2 separate regions of the Muntiacus reevesi genome follow, and region 1 is linked to region 2. The links are chromatin contacts, called in public Hi-C maps. All regions are on one chromosome and are shown on one strand. The core of a region is the stretch at or near the end of the contact, and the rest is flanking DNA. Distances in the headings are between cores, read along the strand shown.

Evidence for each region. A called contact is a pair of places that touch in the nucleus more often than the background predicts.
Region 1: a contact with region 2 is called in a Hi-C map of blood, with 4 times the contacts expected there. The contact joins the promoter of EXOC7 here to the promoter of MRPL38 in region 2. A contact is called at or near these places in 2 of 3 Hi-C or Micro-C datasets (blood and muscle).

Annotation. Positions count from the first base shown.
Region 1 is chr18:7,494,240-7,499,454 of mMunRee1.1, forward strand. EXOC7 (exocyst complex component 7) reads right to left here and starts at 2,359. Exons shown (of 21, transcript XR_010659630.1): 1 at 2,235-2,359; 2 at 1,985-2,050; 3 at 663-847; 4 at 367-472.
Region 2 is chr18:7,332,175-7,337,568 of mMunRee1.1, forward strand. MRPL38 (mitochondrial ribosomal protein L38) reads right to left here and starts at 2,468. Exons shown (of 9, transcript XM_065909488.1): 1 at 2,319-2,468; 2 at 2,010-2,189; 3 at 996-1,130; 4 at 708-916; 5 at 154-226. The coding sequence starts at 2,385. FBF1 (Fas binding factor 1) reads right to left here. Exons shown (of 31, transcript XR_010659610.1): 31 at 5,143-5,394.

The DNA.
Region 1 (5,215 bases), core at 1,109-3,608, 160 kb after region 2:
TGCAGGAGATCTCTGGGTTGAGAAGATCCCCTGGAGAAGGAAATGGCAACCCACTCCAGTAGTCTTGCGTGGGAAATCCCATGGACAGAGGAGCCTGGCAGGCTACAGTCCATGGGGTTGCAAGAGAGTCAGACACAACTCAGCAACTAAACAACAACTTATAATTTAGTTAAATTATTAAAATGCAATCAACATGTATACCTGTAATTCCTGAAACAGAGATTTTAATGTCTGTAGTATGTGCATAGTACTATATACTTCTGTTTATTCTACTATATTATCTTTCAGCTGGTTCAGTGTCACTCATGAGACCCAGGCAGGGATTGGTGTCTCCCAGCCTCACACATCACTCTGCTGGCCCCTTACCACTTTGTTGAGCTCTGGACTGTCTGGGCTATTGTCCTGGAAATACTCCACAGCCTTCTGAATCTTGGCCATGCTTCCCAGGTACTCCTCTAGCCTACCTGTGGGCCTGGAAAGGAGAAGAGCCATATTAGCCCAGGCAGATGGAAGATGAAGAGGAAGGACTAAGGGAATTGTATTTGGAAATGGGAGAACAGAATTAACACAGGGGACTCCAGGCTCATATATATTCTGCCCCCTCTTCCAAAGCCCACTGGTCCAAGAGGCATTAGGAATGTGACCTTCTGGCCCAAGCTCACCCCTCCCTGATGATCTTCTCAGTGTCACTGGCCACGTGATAGTAGCTGATGACGTGGTCCAGACAGGACAGGGTCTTCTCGACATTCTCCTGCAGCCGCTGCAGGTTCTCTGTCTGTTTGTGCACAGGGATGATGGAGTTCTCCAGCTTCATAAGGCGACTCTCAAAGGATGACAGGATAGACACCTGCAAGGGGAAGCCCCGTGCTCTCAGGCCTCAGGGTTGTCCCAGCACTGCTTCTGTCACCTGCCAGGTCTTCAGCATTTGCTACCTTTTCTCTGGTTTTCTAGACAGTAGGCTCCAAGAGGAGAAGGACAAGGTATACCTATTCCCCACTGTATCCCCAGGATCTACCACATCTTGGTAAATCAGAAGTGGCCCAAATAAATTGGCTGAAGTTTGATTTGAAGGTAAGGCAAGCATTACATTAACTCCTTAGAAAATCACCTCAGGATAGCTTCCCTTCCACCCCTTAAAGCCAGATTTCAATTTCTGTTCTCTCTGATGCTCCTAGACTAAACAGGAACTAGTTTCATACAGAGTAGCCTCAAATGCATTCCTGGTACCTTCAAACCCCCTCTAAGGCTAAATCTCATTAAGGACGGACTAGCACTTAACGACTGCGTTACTGAATATATACCCACATTTCTATCTACTACTCAGTTTGGGTTTTCCAGTCTCTTTTAGGAATAGAAAAGGAAGTTCATATTTATTGAGTACCTATTGTATACCAGATACTGTGCAAGAGGCATTTCCATGCATTAGCTTCCATGACCTTCACAGCTACAATGGAGATTGGCATCGTCTATTTTAGCAGAGGAGGTAACTGAGGCTCAGAGTTACCTGTCAGGAGCCACACACAAATAAGTGGAGGGGCGAGGACTAGATTCCACATCTGTTTGATTTCTGGCTCATTTTACCCCTCCAGCTCCCCAGAGTGACAGCTGAGTCTCCTGCCCTCAGTAATCTCTGAAGTGGTAACCCCACCGGTGATACCCACACTTGAATTGAGGGTGACGCATGGACAGCACCCAGCCCACTTAAGTAAGTCTCACTAAATGTTTGCGGAAGGAGAGAGATTAGAATGGAGAACTTGGGCAGAAAGCAAAAAGTCCAGGCCAGCGGGGGGCTGCAGCATCCTCAGCGAAGGGGCGGGCGAGGGGAAGAGTGTAAGAGAAGTGTAACATTATTGCTAGAGAAACCCAGACGTTACCACCCATCACCACCCAGACCAGAACCCTCAGGCTTTAGGTGCCAAAACCACTGGGTCGCAGGGTTCTCGCTCCAGCGTCTGGAGGCCCTCCCAGCTGAGGGGTTACTCACCATGTTCTTGGTGAGCTGGTCGCTCTTCTCCAGGCTGTCTCGGATGAAGGACAGCGTCTCCTCCTCCTGCGGGGAGGGAGGGGAGGACATCACCAGAAGCTAGAGACCACCGCATCCCGGCTCCACAGGCTCGCCCCGACCCGATTTCCTGGTACCCGGCCCCCTTCCACTCCTGCTACCTCCCTGAGTAGGCGCCCGGCCCGGATCTCGGCCCCTTCCCTCACCTCCTCCCCCACCTCCCCAGCCCGACCTGTTTCAGCTTGTCCTCGATCTCCCGCCGCCGAGCGGACGCCTCCTGCGGGGGGATCATGACTTCGACCCTCCCTGCGTGTGGCTCCCACAGCCCAGCGTCTCCCTTCGGAGGGCCCTCTCGGCTCCCGTCCCTGTCACACCCACTTCCGCCCGTGGCCCCTCCCCGGGTCGCGCTTGCCGCCATGTTGGGAGTGGCAGGCGGAAGTGCGCCCTTGTGGAACTCAGGGACGGGGGACCCGACAGGTGGCCATCTTGGGTGTGTCGGGGAGTTGCGGCTGGGTTTCATCTTGATGGGTGATGCCACCCTCATCAGAGAAGGTTCTCTAGCGGTGTTTTGTCCCGCAGCTGGCACAACAGTTACAGCTCACTTGCCGTCTTCGTGGGAAGGCTGACTCTTTTCACAAAGATCAATAACGAATTCGTTTCTGTAGATCGAAGTCCGGATGCAGGCACAGATGTCGCGTTCCCCCGCAAAGCACAGCACAGAGCTTGTCACACAGCAGGCGCCTAATGTGTGTTCATTTAATGACCAAGGGGGCCTGTCCCTCTTCGGCCCTAAATGCTCTCATGGAATGGGCGCTGTGTGCAAGTCCTGGCCCGGGCAAGGAATGGTCGCCCATGGCCCCAGTGGCATCCTCAAGTACAATCCCGACTTGTGAGGGGCTCGGCCAGATTCCTGGGGTAGGAAGGGTTCTAGGAGCACTCATCCCGGGCACTGGGATGGGGCCAGAGAGGAGCTCCACGCTCCACACTAAGGTGTCTGTTTTGGAGAGAGATACATGGTTTTATTTGCTGGGGGCAAGGACCGTGCCGGGGGTAGAGAGTGGCTTCAGCGGTGTGTTTTCCCAGGTCTGACAGTGCAAGGGGAAGGCTGAAAAAGCCCAGACCTGTCCGAGGGGTTGGGACCCAGGTGGTGTTCTCGGTGATGGAGACGTTGAGGCCTGTCTGCGGGTACTCAGACACAGGGGAGTGTTTCTCCCAGGGCCTCTGGGGAAATCAGAAAGGCTTGAAGGGCTGGTAGGGACCCTCCTGCAAGGTGCCAGAATGTCTCAGCTCCTTTGCCCAGAGTCTCCTCTAATTAGTTCCCGGCCAGCCAGGGGTAGGGAGGTGGCCCTGGATCAGGGTTCCTGCAGGGATGAATGTTCTGGATTCACCACAGACACAGCTCCTGCAAAACCTAGTGTCACTCCCTCCTCCATTGCAGAGGCTCACCCTGCCTCTGGTCCCACCCTGGGGTGGTGAGTGGCTGCGCAGCTTTGTTGAGGCATCCAGGTACAGGAAGACAGACAATGAAGCATATACTGGTGAGTGAGAAGGTTTGGGGGGCGCCAAGTTACAGGGTTCCCAAGGCTCTCCCAGGGCCCAGTTCCACAAAAAGGAGGAAGAAGTGGGATTGAGCACCTGGAGGGGGATTGGGCAGCTTTCTGTTGGGGCAAGAGGACAGTTTCAGATCTGGTTGATGGCCGTGAAAGTACTGATGAAGGAAATATCTGGGAGGCGCACCCCGGTTGCAGACGAGGGAGATAAAAACGCAGAATCCTTGTGTAAGGACACCTAGGATGACTCCATTGAGGTGGTCCTTGTGAAGTCCTGAGAACTAAGTGAAAGGAAAAGTTTAAATTGTTAGCAGCCAGAGAAAAGAAAAAGTGGACTAGACAGCTTTGGTGGAAAGGACTTTGGGCTCAGGTGGACCAGCCCTGACCACTTCATTCAACACTTAACCCCTCTGAATAGCACCCGACCCACAGTAGAAGCTCCAGAAAATATGAATAACTTCATCTCAAGAAGAAATCCTTTATGGCTGTGAACTTTGAGCTTTTTATTTCTCATTGCAATTTTGTAAACTATATACATGTGTGTTTTGTATTTTCCCAAATATCCTTCTCTAAGGGCAGTTTGCTTGCTCCTTGTAACCTAGACAATGTATTAAAAAGCAGACATATCACTTTGTAGACAAAGGTCCGTATAGTCAGACATGTGATTTTTCCAGTAGTCATGTAAAGATATGAGAGTTGGACCATAAAGAAGGCTGAGCATGGAAGAATTGATGCTTCCAAACTGTGTTGCTGGAGAAGATTCTTGGGAGTCCCTCGGACAGCAAGATCAAACCAGTCAATCCCAAAGGAAATCAATCTTGATTATTCATTGGCAGAACTGATGCTGAAGCTCCAATACTTTGGCTACCTGATGCGAAGAGCTGACTCGTTGGAAAAGGACTGAAGGCGAAAGAAGAAGGGGACAGCGGAGGATGAGACGGTTAGATGGCATCACTGACTGAATGGACATGAATCTGAGCAAACTCTGGGTGATAGTGAAAGTCGGGGCAGCCTGGTGTGATGCAGTCCACAGGGTCAGAAGGAGTCGGACACGACTTAGCGACTGAACAACAGAGTGCAGTTTGGTAGCCAAATCCCATGATTTGAGATCCTTCTGTTTGCCCGGCTCTGTTAAAGGCACCACCTTGCATTAGCTTGTCTTCACAATAAACTTACAAGTCAGGCACAGCTGTTCATCTCCCTTCTGCAAAGGAGGAAGGTCGGGCCCAGAGAGGTCACAACTGCGCTGAGTCAACACAGCCGGCCAGGAGACTGCTGCGCTCTGCCTCCCCAGGCTCGGTAGCTTGGGAGTTCTGCATGCTGTTAGGCAAAGCTGTCAGTCTGACTTTCAAGAAAATCCATTGTGAAATGTGAATCCATTATTATATTTATAGCAGCCATATCTAGTAAAGAGTAGATAGGAAAAGAATGAAAAGATGCGTTTATTTTTTTTCAGGTGAGCTTTAACATTATTTTCACACTGTAAGCTGAATGTGCTCTAAGTAAACTGGTTTGAATCAAGGTGGTGCGGCGAATGTCCGCCCTCTCCCAGGCCCGAGGCCAGGCTGGGCCAAGTGGGACACGAGGGGGCGCCCGATGCCCATCGGTACCTGTCCACCGCGCCCCCTGGAACCTCCGAGACTGTCCAGCGGGTGCAAGAAAA
Region 2 (5,394 bases), core at 1,218-3,717:
ACCCCAGTGACTGCGGGCACTGCTGCCCCCTCCCTCCTCCTCCCTTGGAAGGAGCTGGGACTGGAGCTTTCCACCTGGCCCCTTCCCCAGCTTTCAGGGCCTCCCCAGGGAGGTGAGGGAGGCAGGCGTCCCTGTGAACCCCCAGACCCTTACCCAAGTTGGTGAGCAGCAGTGTCCACATGGAGCCCTCATCTGCCTCATAGGTCACCTCCGGGGGCTGGGCAGCCTGGTGGGGCAAGAACGAGGGCGCTGTCACCCCATGAGGGACGGACGAGCCGCTCTAAACAGACCTTTACTCTGGAGGGCAGGAGCCTGAGGGAGCCTTGGAGAAAGAAGAGCCCATTCTGGACCAAGTGCCCTGGACAGTCCCTTGAGAGACAAGTGAGCAAAGACTTATCCAAAGAGCCCTCCAGAGCTGCCTATCCAGAGATGTGAACCACAAGAAGGCCAGTGGCCGGAAGGGCACTCTGACGGAGCTTCTTTTATTTTACATTCCTTTCTTTGTGATTAATCATGGTGTTGTTTACTGGGAAATCAAAAAGAGACAGAGAACAAGAAAACTCCAGGCGAGCTTACAGCCGCTGTGCTTGTGCCCCGACCACCATGAAAACCGCCTCCGGAACGCTTTCAAAAAGGAGCTGTCTCTGGCCTCGTGGTGGGATGTGTCTGCGCACACAGGGCGGGCAGGGGCACGGGCCAGCAGTTACCTCAGTTGGAGTGACTTCATTGCCAGAGTAAACAGGTACCAAGTCGTCCTCGCCTACGGCATAGGCCACACGCAGGGGGACTCGGGGCACGAAGGTGGCCCCGGGGAAGAGGTCCCGATAGAGGCCGTAGTATTCGGCCAGACGCTGCTTGTGGTAGGGGCCACAGGTTCTCTCCCACTCGGCCCGCACGGCCTCCAAGGGAACGCTTGCTGGAAAGGAATGATGCTGGTTGGGATGCAGGGTAGGGGCAGGGACACACCCAGGACCGCCTCCCTCGGGAAGGCTGACCTGTGCGGAGGCGAGCAGCCCGTTCCTCCTCCACACTGGCCCGCAGCTCCCGCAGGACCTGTTTCCGTTCCAGCAACTGTTTGGTCCGGCAGACCTTAGGTGGAGGCAACCCAATGTCAACCTTGTCTTTGGGATCTGCGGAGGGAAGATGTGTTGGACAAAGTGGAATCAGGGCTTAGCTAAGCTCCCTGTCCATACTTTTCCTTTCCCTAGGCAAACTCTGCTACTAAAGCTTAGCCTTTAATTCACAAAACTAAAACATACCGTGTTGTCAGCTTCACAGATCTGGACTCGTTCCAGTCACTAAGTAAACTGGATACACCGTGAAATTCTATTTTCTGATCCCTAAACAAGGTTACATCTGTCTGCATGCATGTGTGCTAAGTCGCTTCGTAGTGTCTGACTGTGTGACCCCATGGACTGTAGCCTGGCAGGCTCCTCTGTCGGTGGGATTCTCCAGGCAAGAGTACTGGAGTGGGTTGCCATGTCCTCCAGAGCATTACTTGTCTAGGTCATGGGAAACCCAGGCGGATGGTGACCTAATTATAGCTGGGATCACCTTCAAGCCTGTTAACAGCTGCCCGTGCAGGGTCCCCGAGTCACCATCCCGGGGGCTTTCAATTTAACTCAGCAAAGTATTGGTCATCTGTGCCAGGTGTAGAGATCTAGTGGTGGTCAAGGCAGACAGGATCCCCGTCCTTAGAGAGCTCATAGTCTGGGAGGGAAGCAGCTAAGAGTCAGGATGCACTGTGCCCAAGGTGATATCAACACTGTCATAGGAGCACAGAGGGGAGTTCCAACTCAGAACTGGGACGGGGGCGGTTGGTCAGGAAAGGACTTTCGGTGTAGAATGATCAAAGGTGGAAATCTAATAATGAAAGAAGAGAATTTTCCATGGGGGGGGGCCAAAAGGTATGAAAAAATGCTGGCCGGGAGCACGCCGGCGGAATCCACCCCCCTTAGCCTCCGAGTCCCAAGGCGGTGGGGTCACAGCCCAGCTCCGGCCACCCCCACCTGACTCCTCCCCGAAATGCTCCCGGTACGTCCGCCACCAGTGCGCGTCCCGCGCCTCCCTCTCCGCCCGGCGCCGATAGCGGTCGAAGCTGCGGTATTTCTTCAGCCGCTCCAGGTTGCTCACGTCGATGTCCTCGTTGGGCATCGGCCCCAGAGGAGCGGCCCGGCGGCTCAGGGCGGCTGCGGGAGGAGAGCAGGACATCAGGCTGGCCCCGGCCCCCGCGGAGGCCCGGAGCGGGAGCCGGCTCGAGCCCCAGGGTTCGGCTGGACGGGGACCTCCAAGAGCCCCTGACCCCCAACAGCCCTCACCTGAGGTGCTGAGGCCCCGCCAACTCCGACTGCCGTTCAGCACGGCCCGCCACCAGGGGGCCGCCATCTTCCTTCAGGCCGGCGCGCCGCCTCTCCGAGGACCCCGCAGAGGTGGCCGGAGCGGCGCCTGAGCGCATGGCGCAGGCCCCGCCCCCGCGCCCTAGGAGCCCCGCCCCCGCGCCCTAGGAGCCCCGCCCCCGTCCTGGGCCCGAAGTCGTCCTCTTCCGGGCTGGAGGTGGCTGCGGGTACCCGGCTCCCCTGATTCGGAAGTACCCAGTGGGCGGTGGGGCGGGGCGGAGCTGCGAGCTGTCCCGCCCCATGCCTGCCGCCGGCCACCAGGGGGCGACACAGACTGGGGGCGGTCGGCCGGGCTTGTAGCCGCCTCCACTGGAGAAGGTCCGCCCGTTGCGGGGATCTGGGTTTTCTTGGGCTTCCCTGGTGGCTCAGCTGGTAAAGAATCCTCCTGCAGTGTGGGAGACCTGGGTTCTGTCCCTGGGTTGAGAAGATCCCCTAGAGAAGGGAAAGGCCACCCACTCCAGTATTCTGGCCTGGAGAATTCCATGGACTGTAGAGTCCATGGGGTCGCAAAGGATCGGACACGTGTTGTTCTCAGGGGTCTCCCAACCCCTGAAGGCGTGCTCAGCCCCTGCAGCGGTGTAGCAGCGCGGGCAGCGGTAGGGGTTATGAACAGGGCCTCGAGTGTCCCTGCTTGGGTTCATATTCTAGGATGTGACTTTCCCTTCGCCTTTGCAGTTTACCTCCCTTGGAAAGAAAGTAGGTAGTAATAGTGCTTTATCTCATAAAGGGTGTTAAGTATTAAATGAATTAACATATATAAAGCATTTGCTGTGGTATGAAAGTGCTAGTCGCTCAGTCCTGCCCTACACTTTGTGATCCTACAGGACTGTAGCCCACCAGGGTCCTCTGTTCATGGGATTTCCCAGGAAAGAATACCAGAGTGGGTTGCCATTTCCTCCTTCAGGGGATCTTGCCCACCCAGGGGTGGAAACTGGGTCTCCTGCGTTTCAGGTGAATTCTTTACTGTCTGAGCCCCTAGGGAAGACTAAACTAGTATGTGTGCTCAGCTGGTTAGTTGCGTCTGACTCTTTCCGACCTCGTAGACTGTAGCCCAACAGGCTCCATGTGATTTTCCAGGCAAGAATAATGGAATAGGTTGTCATTTCCTCTTCCAAAACTGTGGTGTATGTGTTAGCTTTTGATTACTCCCAGTTTTTTTGCCTCTGCCTGATGAGATGGTTGGATGGCATCACCGACTCGGTGGACATGAGTTTGAGCAAGCTCTGAGAGTTGGTAATGGAATGGGAAGCCTGGCATGCTGCAGGCCATGGGTTGCAGAGTCAGACACGACTGAGCAACTGAACTGAAACCTTTTCAGGGTTGTGTTGTTCTTGGGATCCGGTTCTAACAAGATAAAATTTGGCACCCCAGTGACCTGGAGTGGTTTCTGCTCTGGCTCCTCTGTCCTGGAATTCAGGCTTCCATGACACCAACCCTTTGGTAACCCAGCAAAGGGCTTGTGTGCACATGATGCAGACCCAGACTCTGACAGTGGGTTTGATTTGTGGCAAAGTAAAGACTTATTGCCGGACACCAAGGAGGGGAGTGGGAGACAAGCCTCAGATCTACCACAGCTTGGTCTTTGAGTTCGGAGGAGTTTTTTTGTTTTTTTGTTTTTAAGGCTAGAACAAAGAAACTGGGGTTATCATTTTGTGACTTTTTCCCCATCCCACCCCCCATGACATTTCTTAATTGAAGTTTTGGGTATCTGGATGTTCCTGGTTTATGACTCTCTAGCCAGGTGGTCCATGGCTTGAGGGGGTCTGTTACCTCATCTTGTCCTGGAGAAACAGTCAAAGTTTGCACATTAACGGTGATATCTATAGTAGCAATTTTAGTATATTAACGATGTTATCAACAGTAGCAGTTTTAGTCATCTGACTCTGTTTGATTAGTGTCCAGTTAGCACAGGATTGAGGTCAGAAGGTAAAGGAAAGGGAATAAAGTTTTGGACTGAGAGATTAATTATAAACTTGGTAAGGGAACATGTTTTTACTGGGACTTGGTTTCACATTTTTCAATTACTCAGCACTTTTCTCCCCCTGCACAGGACCTTTGCACCTGCTGATTCTTCTGCCTTGCTCTCCTTACCTTTCCCCCTGTTGCTAAGTTACCTCCTAGACCCTGTCAAGTGGTCCCTCCAGGAAGGCTTCCCTGATGTCCCAACCAGGGTTGGTGACCTGTTCAGTTGCTCTGGTACTAGCAGAAGCTTGACCCTCACATTCACACAGAGATGGTGTGAGCGGTCTCTTCATCCAGCAGGAAGTGGCCACGCCTTGAATTTGGTTTTCATCCACAGCAGCCGAAGAGCTGAACTCACCATCAATGCCAGTGCACCCATCAGCACACAGCTGCTGGATGTTAAGGCCAGAAAGACCCAGTTCTGCCCTGAAGGAGCCACTGCTTATTAATTTTCGAAATCCTGCTGACAACAGCAGAGCCACAGGCTCCGTAAACACAGCAGGACCGGGCCTCAGGCCAGGAGCACAGGGGTTCCTACCTTCCTAATGTTCTGCGTGTTTACACCTGGCTCCTTTGCTATTTTATCTTTTACCTTTGCTCTGAATCCTCTTCTACTGGCCTCCAACCCCCACCCCCACCCCCAGCCTGCCCCTCTAGAATTGAAGACTCACAGGACCTCCAGGGGCAGAGGCACAGAGATTGCTGGTCAATCCGGTGGCTCCTATTTCTCTATTATGCCTTACTTTCTTTTAAAAGATGATTTATTTCTGCATTTTTTTTTTTTGGTCACACCTCATAGCATGAGGGATCATAGTTCCCCGACCAGGGGTCAAACTCATGTCCCCTGCAGTGGAAGCTGGGAGTCTTAACCACTGGGCCAACAGGGTAGTTCCAGTTATTCCTTACTTCTGAAAAACATTCCGTTCTCTCACTGTCCTAGAACCTTCTAAGAGGGGGGCTCACTGGGATTTAATTCAAAAGCCCAAGCATGGATTCCCAATTGCGTCAACTTGAAGCAAATAATAAACATGAATAA